Linked DNA regions of Mus musculus: regions 1 and 3 are each linked to region 2. A link is a contact called in public HiChIP or PLAC-seq data. All regions are on one chromosome and are shown on one strand. The core of a region is the stretch at or near the end of the contact, and the rest is flanking DNA. Distances in the headings are between cores, read along the strand shown. Region 1 holds the start of Aak1 (AP2 associated kinase 1). Region 2 holds the start of 1600020E01Rik (RIKEN cDNA 1600020E01 gene). Region 3 overlaps Aak1 (AP2 associated kinase 1).

Region 1 (4,639 bases), core at 1,620-4,119, 320 kb before region 2:
TTAGCAGTGTCTTTGAACTCAGTAGTGCCACATAAATACTGACTCCTACATAGTCACGTACTTCAAAGGCCACAACTGAAGCTCAATCATAGCCAAAAAATTTGCCAGACCAAATTTTAAATGCTACACTCATGCACAGCCTCAGCCCGTGCTGTTACCACACTCGCTCATTCCACAAAACGTGTCTTAGCTCCCTAACACTGAGGGGCCCTAAGGACAAGATTTGTAGCAACTGATCCGTAGGTTACTCTTACGGTGACACTATCACTAACTGTCCATTTTCTATCTCTTCAAACAGCTCTGAAATGCTAACATCTAGTTAAACATCATGTCCCCAGAGCCTAGCACAGAACTGGCCACATCACAAGCACTCTGTGACTGTTGGCTGAATGAATAAACGAATGAATCAACAGATCCAAGCCCAAAGTTCTACTTTTTAAAATATCAGAATGCACAATGTGCAGCTCTCAGGATGAATTCCAGGGAAGCCTAGAAAACAAAGGCTGATTCTGTGTTTTCTCTTTCCCACCACTCTTCCAGACTCAGAGAATAAGCAAAGCTTAGGGCAACACGTGATGAGAAAACATCCTAGCTGAAAAAAATGTTCCTGGGCTCTGAGGCCATCCTCCTGATCTCATCTCCTTCCTCATTCTCTCTCTCTCTCACCCCCCTCTCCCTCCCCACCCCCCACTGTAGTCAAGGACTTTGGCTACAGGATAAGAGTCAGCTCAGATTCCAAGGTACAGATCTGGCAGCAGACATAGCAGCATCTCCCACCCTGCACCAGAATCCTCAAGGAAAGGTTCAGAAAGGATTGTAACTCAGGCCCAGATTAAGTCCAGTCGGAACAATACTAAGAATGGAAAATAAAAAATAAAAAAAGCAGCAGTAATTTACAAGGAAATTATCAGATATCTCTTCAAAATTGTGCTTTTTAAGTATAGGCTTCAATGTATCCTCAGAAACTGGGCCTTGCCAAATCCAGTACTTACACAAACTAAGTCTAACACAGCTTTGGCCTCTTCCCACCCACCCGTCCACCACCCTACAAGACTCACCATGACAGGCAGTTCCTAGGCCCAGGTAGAGGTCCTTCCTTCAACCTCAGCTTGCAAAAGCCTCCTTTTCGAAGGGGCTGCTTAGCTCTCATTCCTCCTTCCCTCGCTGATAGACTAGCCTCTACCACCATGCTGCCTTCACTGAGGCCTCCCCCAGACCCAAGCCTTGGCAGGCTGTAACGCAACCTACAGCAGACTGGTCCTATCCAATTAGTTTAAATTGCTTCATGCCAAGGAAATTGCTGCTTTTATTAAAAATAAAAGCACAGTAAGCAGGCAATGAGCTGTGAAAAGTATCAGTCTGGCATAATTACGAAGGTCGAGGTTAAGGTTACCCAAGAAACACTCAAGATTTTCCCTAAAGCCTGGGGCAGAAAAATATGTATCTGCAGGAGCACAGATAGACCAACGAGCACACACCGAGAGAAACCACACAGCATCCTCTCCAACTGAGAGAACACTAAACCAGAGCCAATCCTAAGTCATTCTTAATAGAAACTAAAAGGAGAAAAGAGGCCTAGGCGTCTGAGTTCAAAACCATCTCATTCGCTTATGATTTTATCTTAGCCACATCCTGGGGACCTCACTGCAGTTGGGTAAAGAAACAAACCTAACCAAAACACCAAAAAATGCATTCCTGTCCCCAGAGAAATCCTCTTTGGCTACCTACTTAAAGAAATAGGAAAGTTAGGTGGGAGAAGCCCCCCTCTCCTTTAAGATCTCTCCCCATCCCCACCCTTCAGCCTCCGCATCAGAATTTAAAGTTTCAGGGAAATGGCAAGACCACCACCCTGCATTTCACTTATACTTCACACATAGGATCCGAATAATTCGGTCAAAGGAAGAGATTTCTCCACGCGCTCCCCCCACCCACCCAAATGAAAGGCCACTGAGGTAAACTATTTGGGCAATACTGCCCCCCCAAGCCCTGTCAATTCCCAGTCTGAGTTTTAATTCTCTCAAGGACAATGACTCGCAAGGAAAGTGCAGAGGGGGAAGGGAGGGTCAGTTGGTCAAAACCCATTCATACAACTAGAAACCAGAGTCTTGCCACATCAGCACACGAGATTAATTCACCGCGCACTGGCTTCCCAACATACCTTCCGCCAACACCTCGTCCACGGTGACCTGCTGCCTCCCGATGCCGAAGACCCTTCCGATGTAACCACTGCCCAGGCCTGAGCTGCTGCCCCCTCCTCCGCTGGAGCCTGAACCCAGGCCAGAGCTCCCCTGCTCCCGCCTGGAGTCGAAAAACTTCTTCATCTTTCCAATATGAAATGCCAAGGCAAAATGCCGATGGTTTCTAGGTTCGTATTTGTTGTAAAGAAAAGAGATCTAAGGATTTCTTCTCCGGTTTCAGCCCTGAGCAGAGCCCCGGGAATCCGGCCGTGGGGTGGGGGCTGAGGGACGGCGCCTGCAGGAATAGACTGTCAATCGCGCGGCGGGTCCCCTCCTCCTCGGGGAGCGATCGTTTAAGTTTAAACCTGCGATGACAGAGGCAGAGAGAGGATGAATCAGTAACACACTCCAGAGCCTAACTGCCGGGTCCTAGGGAAAGCACAGGCCGTCATCCAGAGGAAACGCTGCGTGCATTTTCTTCGGGAAAGCCCTGGAAACGCACCGGACCCCTGCCCGGACCCCCGCCCCGGGCCCCGGACACCCACTAGCGGCCGCTCGGCGGCGAGCCCAGCTACCAGCCCCGCGACATGGCCACGGCCGCCGGCCTGCGACACGAAGGAGGCGGCGCTGCCGCAGAGCCGGGGCCGCTTCGGCGCCCGCCCGCCCGCCAGCTGATCCCCGAGCGCCGCGCTGAGGCCGCCCCTCCCCCGCGCGCGCGCCCGTCGGCTCCGACCACCCACCCGGAAGTGACCTGCCACCGGAAGTGCTTCTCAGGGCCGCACAGCCCCTTCTCAGGGGCCGTCTCAGGTGCACCAGCTATAGCTACAGAGCGAAAGAAACCGATGGCAAGAAGGGAACCAGAGCAGTGGAACTCGGGACAGAGACACTTGGAAGAGAGCGTTGCCGTAGTCCTGCCGCTGAGCACCCTGGGAAGAGTAGTTCGGGGTAATCTGGCATCTGGACTACAATTCCCAAGATGCCCCGGGAGCGAGCGCACCTTCGGACGCCGTCTCCAGGGACTGGAGATGATAGTGGAGTGGTGCAGAAGTGAGGCTTCGGGTATTTAAGTACATCTGCTAAAGTCACCAGAGACTAGTTTTCCAGCTGCACGTCCCACTCTCTGTAGCCATTTTATCTATGGCTTGGCCTCATGGACAGAGGCACTCTGGGAATTGTGGTTTCACAGGAGTCCGGACTGACACCTGAAGGACGCGGTTTAGCTGCCTCGCCCCAGTTGGGTTTGGGAGTTCCCCGACGTCATGGGAGCGGAGGTACTGAAGGCTTGGGGGCTGGGGAGAAGTGGGTATGATGCCAGCAGGGAGCCGAGCGGAATCTCGGTGCTGAAGGAAACAAAGCAGGTGTCTTCCGGTCCCCGACCACGATGAGAACTGAGAAGCCTGAGGGTCGAAGAAGGAACTGCGGGAGATCCAGTACACGGAGCATCTAGGGACCAGGCTACATCCATCCTTGGGCTCCACCCCAAACCATGGCCCTCTGCCGACCCAGATTTGCCTGGTCCTTACCAGATATATTCACGCCTTTAAAGGGAACTTTAGACACACCTACTGCTTTCTCTTCAGAATCTTTCGCAAGAAGATGCTGTGTTTACTAAGGATCGCTTGGGTGCGGATAGAGTACAGGGCTGTGTGATTGGCACCTGTCAAATGCTAAGGATTTGGAAAGGAATTGAGATCTCTCCTCCTAGATTGCTTCACAGAAGATGTTGTTGTCGTGCCAAATCCCTGCCTCCCCTGCCCTCTCCCCCAAGAAATACATGGTTTTTTCTCTTTTTTGAGTATAGGTTATTTTTCCACCAGCTCCCCACACTTCTTAAAGATGCAACTACCCTCTTGCAGTTCATCCCAGAATTTCTACTTCAGGCACTTGAGGAAGATCTAGAAGGGGGCCCCCAGGAAATAAAAAAAGATGGGTCTTGCTGGGCAGTGGTGGCTCACGTCTTTAATCCCAGCACTTGGGAGGCAGAAGCAGGCAGATTTCTGATTTCGAGGACAACCTGGGTTACAGAATGAGTTCCAGGGCAGCCAGGGCTATGCAGAGAAACCCTGTCTTGAAAAATAGAACAAAAAAAGATGGCTCTTGGTTAATCTGAATATTGAGTCCGGCTGTGCTGGCGGTGGCTATTGCGGTTTCTTATTTCATGTGGTACCATAGTCATATAACTCTCCGGAGAGAGATAGCATCTTAACTTCCGGAGAGAGCCAGTATTGCCACCTCAGTTCACACAATCCTACAGCCACCTTAAGGGTGAGACTCAGCACCTGCGGAACATCTTCCTAACTCAGCCCAGGGTGTGTTCTCCTCGCCTTCCTTAAAAGGCTTGATTTCTGTTACAGAAGCTTAGTGTGTGTCTTAAAATAGATGGGAAATCTTAGTGGGCTTACAGCCCCTCATCTTTCTCAGCACCATTAATTTTGACCGACCTTTAAAGAGTCTGTTAGTCT
Region 2 (4,809 bases), core at 1,607-4,106:
GTGTGGTACACACTGAGGTCTGCATGCTGGTATTGTCATAGCTGCTACTGTGTGTCTGCTAAAGCTCTGGACAGAGGTAACATAATGTTAATGTGAAAAGTTTGACACCAGCTGGACAGGACAGATGGCTGCTCTTCCAGAGGTCCTTAGTTCAATTCCCAGCAACCACATTGTGACTCACACCCATCTGTAATGGGATCTGATGCCCTCTTCTGATGTGTCTGAAGACAGCTACTGTGCACTCACATACATAAAATAAATAAGCCAAGGCTATACAGAGAAACCCTGTCTCAAAAGACAAAAACAAGAACAAAACAAAACAAGACAAAAACTTGGAAGGCAGAGACAGGCAGATTTCTGAGTTCGAGGCCAGCCTGGTCTACAAAGTGAGTTAGTTCCAGGACAGCCAGTGCTACACAGAGAAACCCTGTCTCAAAAACAAACAAACAGGGCTGGTGAGATGGCTCAGTGGGTAAGAGCACCCAACTGCTCTTCCGAAGGTCCAAAGTTCAAATCCCAGCAACCACCCGTAATGAGATCTGATGCCCTCTTCTGGTGCGTCTGAAGACAGCTACAGTGTACTTACATATAATAAATAAATAAATCTTAAAAAAAAAAAATCCAAAAAATAAAAAAGACAAAAATTTTAAAAATATATAAGAAAAAAGAAAAGTTTGACATGTGATCTAAATGTAATTTCAATCAAAAAGCTCTTCTCTCCGACACCCACACAGCCACAGCCACTCCAGTACATGTTTGTTGCGCTATCCACTACCTACATCGGAGTACAAGCTGAGCCTGGTCTATAGACTAAGTTCCAAGACAGCCCCAGGGCTGTTACACAGAGAAACTCTTTCTTGAAAAACAACAACAACAAAAAAACCCCCAAGTCTTCTTTTGCTTGCCATGTGTGGTGCTACACATCTTTATTCCCAGAACTTTGGAGAGGCAGAGACAGACAGATGAATCGCTCGGAGTTCAAAGCCAGCCTGGTCTGCAAAAGAAGTTCCAGGCTAGCCAGGGCTACATGGCGATACCCTGTCTTAAAACAAGACAACAAAAACCCAACCTAATTTTTAAATGTGAGCCTAATAAATAGCTATTTGCAGACTTCAGTACATGATTTTAGGAATTATGGGTAGAAATAGCTGACCTAATTGGGAGCTTGAGTCTATTCCTGAGAAGTACCCTCACCTTCTAGACCAGGTGAGTTTAATAAATTTAAACATACCTAACTATACACTCATTTCCATGAGTATTTAACAAATTTAAATGAAGGTTATAACCTCTCTGTAATTATAATTCCATACCACATGCATCTGTGCTGCTTTTACGAAAAAAGCTGATTTATGACCTACATTGAACTTAATTGAATACACTGAATAGTGAAGGCCGCATGGTTTGAGGAGTCACAAGTTATGATTTATCTAATATTCCTCCATGCTCTGTCAATATTTAAAGAGAAATAGATGATTGGAACCAGGTAAAGTAACTTATTTTATCTGCTTAAAGGACTGGGATGGAGAAACCAGAAATCCATCCACAAGCAACTGAGGAAAGCAAGTCTCTAGGGAACTGCTCGCTTGCTCCCTTGGAGCCAGGTGGAGGGAAATGGGCCTCAGATGAGGCCAGATGAACAGATACTGAACTTTTGGGCAAGCCTGAATCACATCCTCTTCCTGTCCTCATCCAGAGGCTTTGTAAAATAATATTTGAGCCTAAACAAATGTCACTAACACCAGGAATAAGTGAAGGCACGGAACATACAAACAGGTGCGGGGCGGGGGGGGGGGGGGGGGGGGGGGGGGTTCTGAGTGGCTCCTTTAGAAATGACAAGTTCACACAAGTCAGTTCTTTTCTTTCTCTTTTTTTTTTTGAAACAGGGTATCACTTTGTAGCCCCAGCTGGCCTCAAATTCTCAAAGATCTACCTGTTTCTGTTTCCCCAGTGATGGGATTAAAGGTGTTTCCTACCATGCCCTCAACATGCCAGTGGTGGCACATCCTGTCATTCCAGTGTTTGTGAAGTGAGACAGGAGGATCCAGAGCTCAGTGCCTCTGCACTGAAAAAAAAAAACCACACACACAAAACTGTGGCGTAGTGGTAGACAGCTTGGCTAAAAAGTTAGAGATCCTATGTCTGATAACCAGCTCAGCAAAATTAAATTCTAAAACTCTGATTCAAATAAAAAAATCTGCAAAAGGTGCTCACCAGTAGAGAAATCAGAAGATATAGGTTCCATCCTGTGTAACCTTGGGTCATTCACTTCATTCATCTCTCTGGGATTGTCTTGCTCTGTTGGGGAAAAGAAAGAGAAATAAATACCCACTTCATGGAATTTTCAATTAAAAAAAATATATATTGCATGGGATAAAATGTTTAGAATGGAATCTGCTGTGGCACACCCACACCCACAATCTGTTCCTCTTGACTGTAAAGGTGGAAAAGTGGACATAACTGTGAACTTTAGGATCACTGGACAGTTGAATAGTGAGACATTGCCATTCTATGGCTTATTAGGCATAACAATCTTAAATCAGTTACAGCACCACCTGTACAACATCTAGAAAAAAACTAGAAATTTTTTCTAGATGCTTGGGTACTTGGTTACATACTGTGCACACACGCGCGCACGCACACACACAGGCACACACCTGCCTGCCATTACTCAGTTTTTTAAAAATCCCGTGTCAGGCCTGCATTTTATTTATTCTCCTGCCCACCAAGGGAATTAACTTTCTTCCAAAAGCACCTCTTGCTGTTTCATCCTATGGGAAATTCTGAGACTGATGAAAGGCACATTCTAGAGCTTTCAGACCCGGCCCAATTTTTCGATGGCGACACGTGTCGCCATTTTGTTGGGAAACATGGCCGCCAGCCCTCCCCGCTCGGGGGTGGGGTGGCGGTGGGGTGAGGAACGCCACGCTGGTCCTTTCGGCCAAGTATTAAACAACACGTTCCTTCACACGACCTCCTCCAGGCTGACTATGGCGGCGGCACGAGGAGCCGGCAAAGAAAGCACAAGGCGCTCTCCAGCGTCTCGAGGGCCATTTCCCGGCGGGAGGCCTCGGTCAGGGCGACCTCCCAAGATGGCGGCGGCGCCCAGGCTTGGCCGCCTCCCGAAAGCGTGGTCCAGGCGGCGGGCGAGCCAGCGCGGACATGCGGGGGGCCATGCCGGCACGCCGTCAGTGCGCACCGCTCCTCTAAGGTCTCGGGAACTATCGTGGGACATAAAACACGAGGGCAGGAGGTAGCGCCTCCGAGGGCTTCCCTAACCGGAGCCGACCAAGTGCAAACAAAGCATTATGTAAGTGGACGCCATTCCAGCGGCCCCCGTTCCTAACGCCACTAGCCCGAGCGGCACTCGCCGGGGCGGGTGACTCTCGCTCGAGTCTCTCTGCGTCGCGGACGCAGCCGCCGGACGGAGGCCAAGGTGGGGGCTGGGACCAGGCGCCCGGACGCCGGGGACGAAGGGGCCCCACGTGCCCAGCAGAGCGCGTGCACAGCCGCCGGGCCGCGCCTCGCCTCGCCGCCCCTCCCCCCACGGAAGCCAACGCGGGCCGCTCGCGCCCCCCCTCGCTGCCGCGCATGCGCCCTGGTCCCCTCCCGCGCACGTTTTCGACCCGCGGCGGCCTAGCTCCCGCCTGCAGCGGCCTCCGCCGATGCCTGTATCGCTCCGCCATCGAATCCTTGGGCGGACCGGGAAACAATTATCTGTCCCCGGCACAAAACCAGTATATTTTCCCAGTCCCCTGCCGGAGCCGCTAGGGTTAACAAAACACGTGCTCCCTCTCAATCTCTGCCGGGTCCCCAGTTTTGCCCACGTTGTCCGTTTTCAACCCGACGGCGGTGCCACCGGGTTATTTTTCTCAAGGGTCGCGCGCGCTGGCGCAGTCTTGTGACCTAAAAAAGCCGGTCCTCTTTTTTTTCTCCTAGGGGTCCTGCGCGGAAAGCACTTCCGGGGTCAGAGGGTACGCGGGGTTGAAAGCGGGCTTCCCGCCCCGCCCAGACCGCCGAGGCTGCCGCCGGAGTCGCCACCGCCGCGCCCTCGCCCACCCGCCCGTCGACCGCTCCCGGTCCCGCTCGCCCCCGTCGCCGCCGCCGCCAGTCCTGCGACGCCGCCGCGGCCTCCCGCCCGCGCCCGCCCGCTCCTGCGGCCCCCCGCTCGCCTCGCGCCGGCAGTTCGGGCCTACTCCTCCCCTCCCCCGCCAGCCGCCCAGGACTTGACCACGTAACGAGCCCAACTCCCGAACGCCGCCCGCCGCTCGCCATGGACGCCGGTGTGACTGAAAGCGGACTCAACGTGACTCTCACCATTCGGCTGCTGATGCACGGAAAGGAAGTAGGCAGCATCATCGGGAAGAAAGGGGAGTCGGTGAAGAGGATCCGCGAGGAGAGCGGCGCGCGGATCAACATCTCGGAGGGGAACTGCCCGGAGAGGATCATCACGCTGACTGGGCCTACCAATGCCATCTTTAAGGCCTTCGCCATGATCATCGACAAGCTGGAGGAAGATATCAACAGCTCCATGACCAACAGTACGGCGGCCAGCAGGCCCCCGGTCACACTTCGGCTGGTCGTGCCCGCCACCCAGTGTGGCTCCCTGATCGGCAAGGGCGGCTGCAAGATCAAGGAGATCCGCGAGAGCACCGGGGCCCAGGTCCAGGTGGCGGGGGATATGCTGCCCAACTCGACCGAGCGGGCTATCACTATCGCCGGCGTGCCGCAGTCCGTCACCGAGTGTGTGAAGCAGATCTGCCTGGTCATGCTGGAGACGCTCTCCCAGTCTCCACAGGGGAGAGTCATGAC
Region 3 (4,924 bases), core at 737-3,236, 350 kb before region 2:
TAAGAGTCATAAACTCAGTTTTGTCATTATCCACGAAATTCAAAGTATGCTTTGCATATGGAAGCATTTCACAACTTAAGTAATCACTAGGATAGGGCTGGTAGGGCCCAGGGCCAAGAATGGCTGCCTTTGAGCAACATCCTCCCCAGGGGGCGCTGACCTTGGCACCAATGGATGTTTAGAAGTGGCTCTGGCCCCTGCCTATTTTATATTAACAACACACACTCCACCACCCCACACACAACCCCCCAGTTTATGACAACAAAAAACATTTCTATGCATTGCCAAATGTCCCTGGGGTCAAAGCAGGCCCCTTATTGAGACCCTCTGTTCTAAATGGAAGAAGGGCTCCTAGTGATGTCTAAGAATTTCTTTTTTTCAGTCCCTTGCCACTCTGCCAGCATGACTCACTGCTTCCTGTCAACCCTATGGGCCACAAATGACCCAACTGTATGAACCTCTGGCACCTGGATACAAATGTCCTTTCTTTTAATTCCAAGCTCCCGCAAACCACCCACAAGTACCCTGAACATTGTGCTTCCTGCTTCCTGTGCCTGGCAGCCATAAATGGCCCAATACCGTCACTCTGTCCCCAGAGCATGGCGCCACGGTTCCAGCAGCACTTACAAGATAGAAAGCATGTCTTTAAGGTACAGATCAAGGAAAAAGCAAATCTACCCATTCTGCAAATAACAGTGCTTCTCTGTGTTTTGGCCTTCATTCTTTAACTCAACACAAAGTCCAGACCATCACCCCAAACAAGTTAGAGGGTTGAAATGAGATACTGAGTCTCTGGGAGATGAAGCTGAAATTTTAAGGAAGTTCATTACTTCTATCTCTGAGAACACAATCAACTTAGGTTTTTTAGAAAGTACCAGACCCTTAAGAGGAGAAATAGATTCTACTCCATTAGAACCCAGCTTTATAACCTTGAACATAGCTTCCTCCATTGCATGATTCTGGCTGTTTGAGTTCTGAGTTTACTGCATGAATTCAGTGTTTTCTTGCGGGCACCTATTTAGTGAGAGCATGGATAAAAGGTAAGTATAGCTTAGAAGGCAAAGAGATTAAGTAAATTGGTACAATAAACACTAACAGGGTGTGAGAGAGGAAAACACCTGATGCAACTAAGCATACGCAAAAGAAGCCAACAGGCAGCCAGGCAGTGGTGGCGAACGCCTTTAATCCCAGCACTTAGGAGGCAGAGGCAGGAAGATTTCTGAGTTCGAGGCCAGCCTGGTTTACAGAGTGAGTTTCAGGACAGCCAGGGCTACACCGAGAAACCTTGTCCCAGAAATTAAAAAAAGAAAAAAAGAAAAAAAGAAGGAGGAGGAGGAGAAGCAGCAGCTGCCAACAGGCAGCCCTGCGGCATCCTCCACCTGTGCATGCGTGCAGTCAAGAACATGGAGGTACAGCTGGCCCTCCACATCTGAGCATTCCACACTCCCAAGATTCAACAAGCAGCATGGGCAGAGAATATAGGGGAACAGAAAACTGTTTGTACTGAACATGTGCAGGCTATGTTGTAACAGAGAAGAGTTGATCGCCAGACAGGACAGGCAGAATGGCACACACCTATCCAGCACTCAGGAGACTGAAGCAAGAACATTTTGAATGAACTGAAGGCAAATCTGACCTACATAGCAGAACTTGCTCAAAAAAAAAAAAAAAAACAAAAAGTGTAGGAGAGGATATGCTAAGTTATATGTAAACACTATGCCACTTTTTTCAGACTTCTGCCCCAGTGGATTTGTGTCCACAGGGGTCCCACCCAAAATGTCAAGGGGTGATAAAGTTAAGAGAATTGGAAGAGGCAGCCTTTGATAGAGACTTCTGTGACAACTATTGTAATTTATGAACTGGAAAAGACCAAGCAGGATAGCATTTTGCTGCCAATGTCAAACCTTCCTTCCCCTTTATCTAGAAACCAAGCACAGAGATTCAGGAACAATAGTGTTCTATTGGTCCAAAACTCCTAAGGTAAAGGCTCCTTTAAGAGCTAGCTGATAACTAGTTCAGTGAGACAAGATATCTAAGAGCTCTACTGATCTGACCAGTAGGCCTGGAAAGTAAAAGTAAACAGAAACTTCTAACAATAAAGCACACGAGCTCGCACACACAAACACACAGAGCAGTAAATTAAAAAACTAGTGCTAAAAGTACTTTGACAGAAACTATGCAGAATCTCTTTGGGTGTGGGTGGGAAGGTGTGTGCACATGCATGCATGCTCTCATGGACTTCTCGTTGAACCTGGAGCTCATCAACTTGGCTGGACTGGCTGACCCACGAGACCATGACTCCTCTCTCTACCTCCTCCCTCCCGAGTGCTGGGAATTCAGGACACACCCCAGGCTTTTTACATGTCTTGAGTGCCCAAACTCAGGTCTTTATGCTTGTGTGGCAAACACTTTATCAATTCAGTCATCTTCCCAGTCCCCCAAAATCATCTTTTTTAAATAAGACCTTTTTTAAAGATTTATTTATTCATCTATTGTATATTAGTACACTATTGTGTCTTCAAATACACCACAAGTGGGCATCGGATCTCATTACCGATGGTTTAAGCCACCATGTGGTTGCTGGGAATTGTACTCAGGACCTCTGGAAAAGCAGTCAGTGCTCTTAACCACTGAGCCATCTCTCCAGCCACCCAAAATCTTTTCAAACTCAAACCCAAAGTACAGATAAACAAACAAGCAGGCCAGTGTGGTAAAACACATCTTTAATCCTAACCCTAAAGAGATAGAAGTAGGTAAGATCTCTTTGAGTTGGAGACCAGCCTGATCTATGTAGCCTGTTGCAGGCTAGCCAGAGCTCAGAGAAAAGAAAATATATATGCATACAAAATACCCAGCTGGGCAGTAATAGAGAATGCCTCTAATCCTAGCACTTAGGAGGCAGAGCCAGGCAGATCTCTGTGAGTTCAAAGCCAGCCTGGTCTACAGAGTGAGTTCCAAGACAGTCAGGGCTACACAGAGAAACCCTGTCTCCATAACAAAACAAAACAACAATAACAACAACAAAACCCTGATAGTTAACATAAATTATACAAGTATAAAATAAAAAAACTAATTGCTTCTAATAAACATGAAGTTATCAAATAAATACCACAAATGATATCTACATAACACTAAAAACAATTGAGGTCTGTAATTAGCCAAAAACTGAACCATCCGTATCTTCAGGTCTGCCCATGCACCAGCTCACAGGATCTATAGTAAACACCCTTAGACACCCCTCAGCATCTCAGAAAAGGGGATCACCTCTCACACCCCTCCACACCTCAGGACAGGAGTTCACCTCTTACACTCCTCAGCACAGGAAGTCACCCCAGCACAGGAAGTCATCTCTGACATGCTTCAGTACGTAGAACAGGAAGTTAGCTCTGACGTCACACCTCGAGCATGAGTGTTCCTTCCGTGCTCTCCTGGTCAATTCATCCGGCACCTCCTCCACCTCACATAGAAATCCCTGCTCCTCTGAGTTCCTGGCACCTAGTTTCTCTTGTGGGCGCGACACACTAATACATTCAAGTACGTCCCAATCTAAGCTACTATGAGACCGCCTCTTCCCTATCCAAACTTCTAGAAGAAACAGTCTACACAGGGTGATCCTGCTCCTTCCCCACCCTAGTCATTGCTGTATCTGCATCATTCTGAAACAGATTTGGGAAGGCTGACCCCATAGCAGCCCAATCGTGAGGACTTGTTCTGTGTGTCATCCAACCATTTAACATTTAGGGTCACATGTCTGTAACAACTGCCAGTGCTGACTTCCCCCATCTCTAACTCCGTCCTTCTGGGGAATCTCCTGATAAACTTATTTACTTAGTTAGTTTTTTCAGACAGGGTTTCTCTGTCTCCCTGGCTGTCCTGGTACTTGTTCTGTCGACCAGACTGACCTCAAACACAGAGATCCACCTGCCTCTGCCTTCCATTGCTGGAATGAGTCACCACAACTGGCTTCCTGCTAAACTTTAAATGCTATTCAACTCAGATTTCATGCTTGGCTCACTGCTCTTCTGAATCGCAACTAGTTTATGTTTTCAAACCATATCTCATGGAAGCTTCAAGCAAATCAATCCATGATGTTTCACTTCCTTAAACTGTCTTTACTAAAACTGATTTACTCAAAGCCTAAGCCCACTTCAATGAAGTAAAAAGTTATCAGGCTTGGTGGTGCATATCTTTAAACCAGCATTTGGGAGGCAGAAGTGGGTAGATTTCTGAACTTGAGGCCAACCTAGACTACATAGTGAGTTTCAGGCCAGCCAGGGCTGCATCATGAAACCTTGCACGAATGAGAAAAAGAAAAAAAGGGGTGCGAGTGTGTGTGTACCCTTCATCCTCTAAATGCAGGGCATTCCCGGGGGGGGGGAGGGGGACAAACAAGGAAGTATTTCCTATTTCTGCGTGTTGTGTTCTGCTGAGGATGAAGCATGGTGATAGAACGTAATATTCTGGTCCATGCTGGAATGCTCTGAAATCAGGTCTACAGTAGAGTCGGGTGGTAAGAGAAAAGACAATTTTAACAAGTATCAAAAAAAAAAAAAAAAAAAAAAAATCACAGGAAAAGTTCACCCCAGTCACCTTGAGAAACAATAAAGTAGAGCTGAGGCTGGCTGCACTGGCTTCAGTCCCAGCACGCAGGAAAACTGTGAGTACAAGATTGCTGTGGACAATGCATTGAGACCATGATCTAAAAACAACAACAAAACTCAGAAACACCATCGAAAGCAACACCATAAACCCCTGTGGATGTAGACTGTGAGGCTTAGGCTGGTAGGTAACAGGAAATAAGTGGCCAGACAACCCCCAACAGACTTCCAACTGATCATGACTGCAGAGCCTTGCTCTTTTCCCTTTGCTGCGTGTCACCTCAGCATGTCACCTAAATTAACTAGAGATTGGCATGGCTCCCCTC

Evidence for each region. HiChIP or PLAC-seq counts read pairs in DNA pulled down with a chosen protein or histone mark.
Region 1: an HNF4G HiChIP or PLAC-seq map of pancreatic cancer cells shows a contact between it and region 2. The contact joins the promoter of Aak1 here to the promoter of 1600020E01Rik in region 2. A contact is called at or near these places in 2 of 39 promoter capture datasets (embryonic stem cells and pre-B cells), 6 of 484 Hi-C or Micro-C datasets (CD4 T cells, Th1 cells, embryonic stem cells and 3 more), 11 of 115 datasets of contacts at active chromatin or transcription factors (CD8 T cells, the SCID.adh cell line, bone marrow-derived macrophages and 8 more) and 2 of 9 other capture datasets (adipose tissue and pancreatic islet).
Region 3: a contact with region 2 is called in an H3K27ac HiChIP or PLAC-seq map of extraembryonic endoderm stem cells. The contact joins the enhancer-like site here to the promoter of 1600020E01Rik in region 2. A contact is called at or near these places in 4 of 115 datasets of contacts at active chromatin or transcription factors (bone marrow-derived macrophages, extraembryonic endoderm stem cells, memory CD8 T cells and 1 more) and 1 of 9 other capture datasets (liver).

The regions. Positions count from the first base shown.
Region 1 is chr6:86,847,735-86,852,373 of GRCm38.p6, reverse strand. It overlaps Aak1 (AP2 associated kinase 1), which reads right to left and starts at 2,869. Exons shown (of 16, transcript NM_001378654.1): 1 at 2,159-2,869. The coding sequence starts at 2,321. It overlaps 2610306M01Rik (RIKEN cDNA 2610306M01 gene), which reads left to right and starts at 2,934. Exons shown (of 1, transcript NR_028298.1): 1 at 2,934-3,967.
Region 2 is chr6:86,525,377-86,530,185 of GRCm38.p6, reverse strand. 1600020E01Rik (RIKEN cDNA 1600020E01 gene) reads right to left here and starts at 2,856. Exons shown (of 5, transcript NR_037960.1): 1 at 2,753-2,856; 2 at 2,212-2,295. Pcbp1 (poly(rC) binding protein 1) reads left to right here and starts at 3,997. Exons shown (of 1, transcript NM_011865.4): 1 at 3,997-4,809. The coding sequence starts at 4,271. Gm38676 (a long non-coding RNA gene) reads right to left here and starts at 1,422. Exons shown (of 2, transcript XR_869219.1): 1 at 780-1,422.
Region 3 is chr6:86,870,428-86,875,351 of GRCm38.p6, reverse strand. All of the region lies in intron 1 of Aak1 (AP2 associated kinase 1), which reads right to left. Among named protein-coding and RNA genes, the nearest start is that of Aak1, 23 kb to the right of the region's middle. Within about 2 kb of position 1,986, at least 46 of the 459 cell types and tissues checked have an H3K27ac peak or open chromatin away from gene starts, as enhancers often do. A contact at or near this core is called in extraembryonic endoderm stem cells and pancreatic cancer cells, where this site is marked.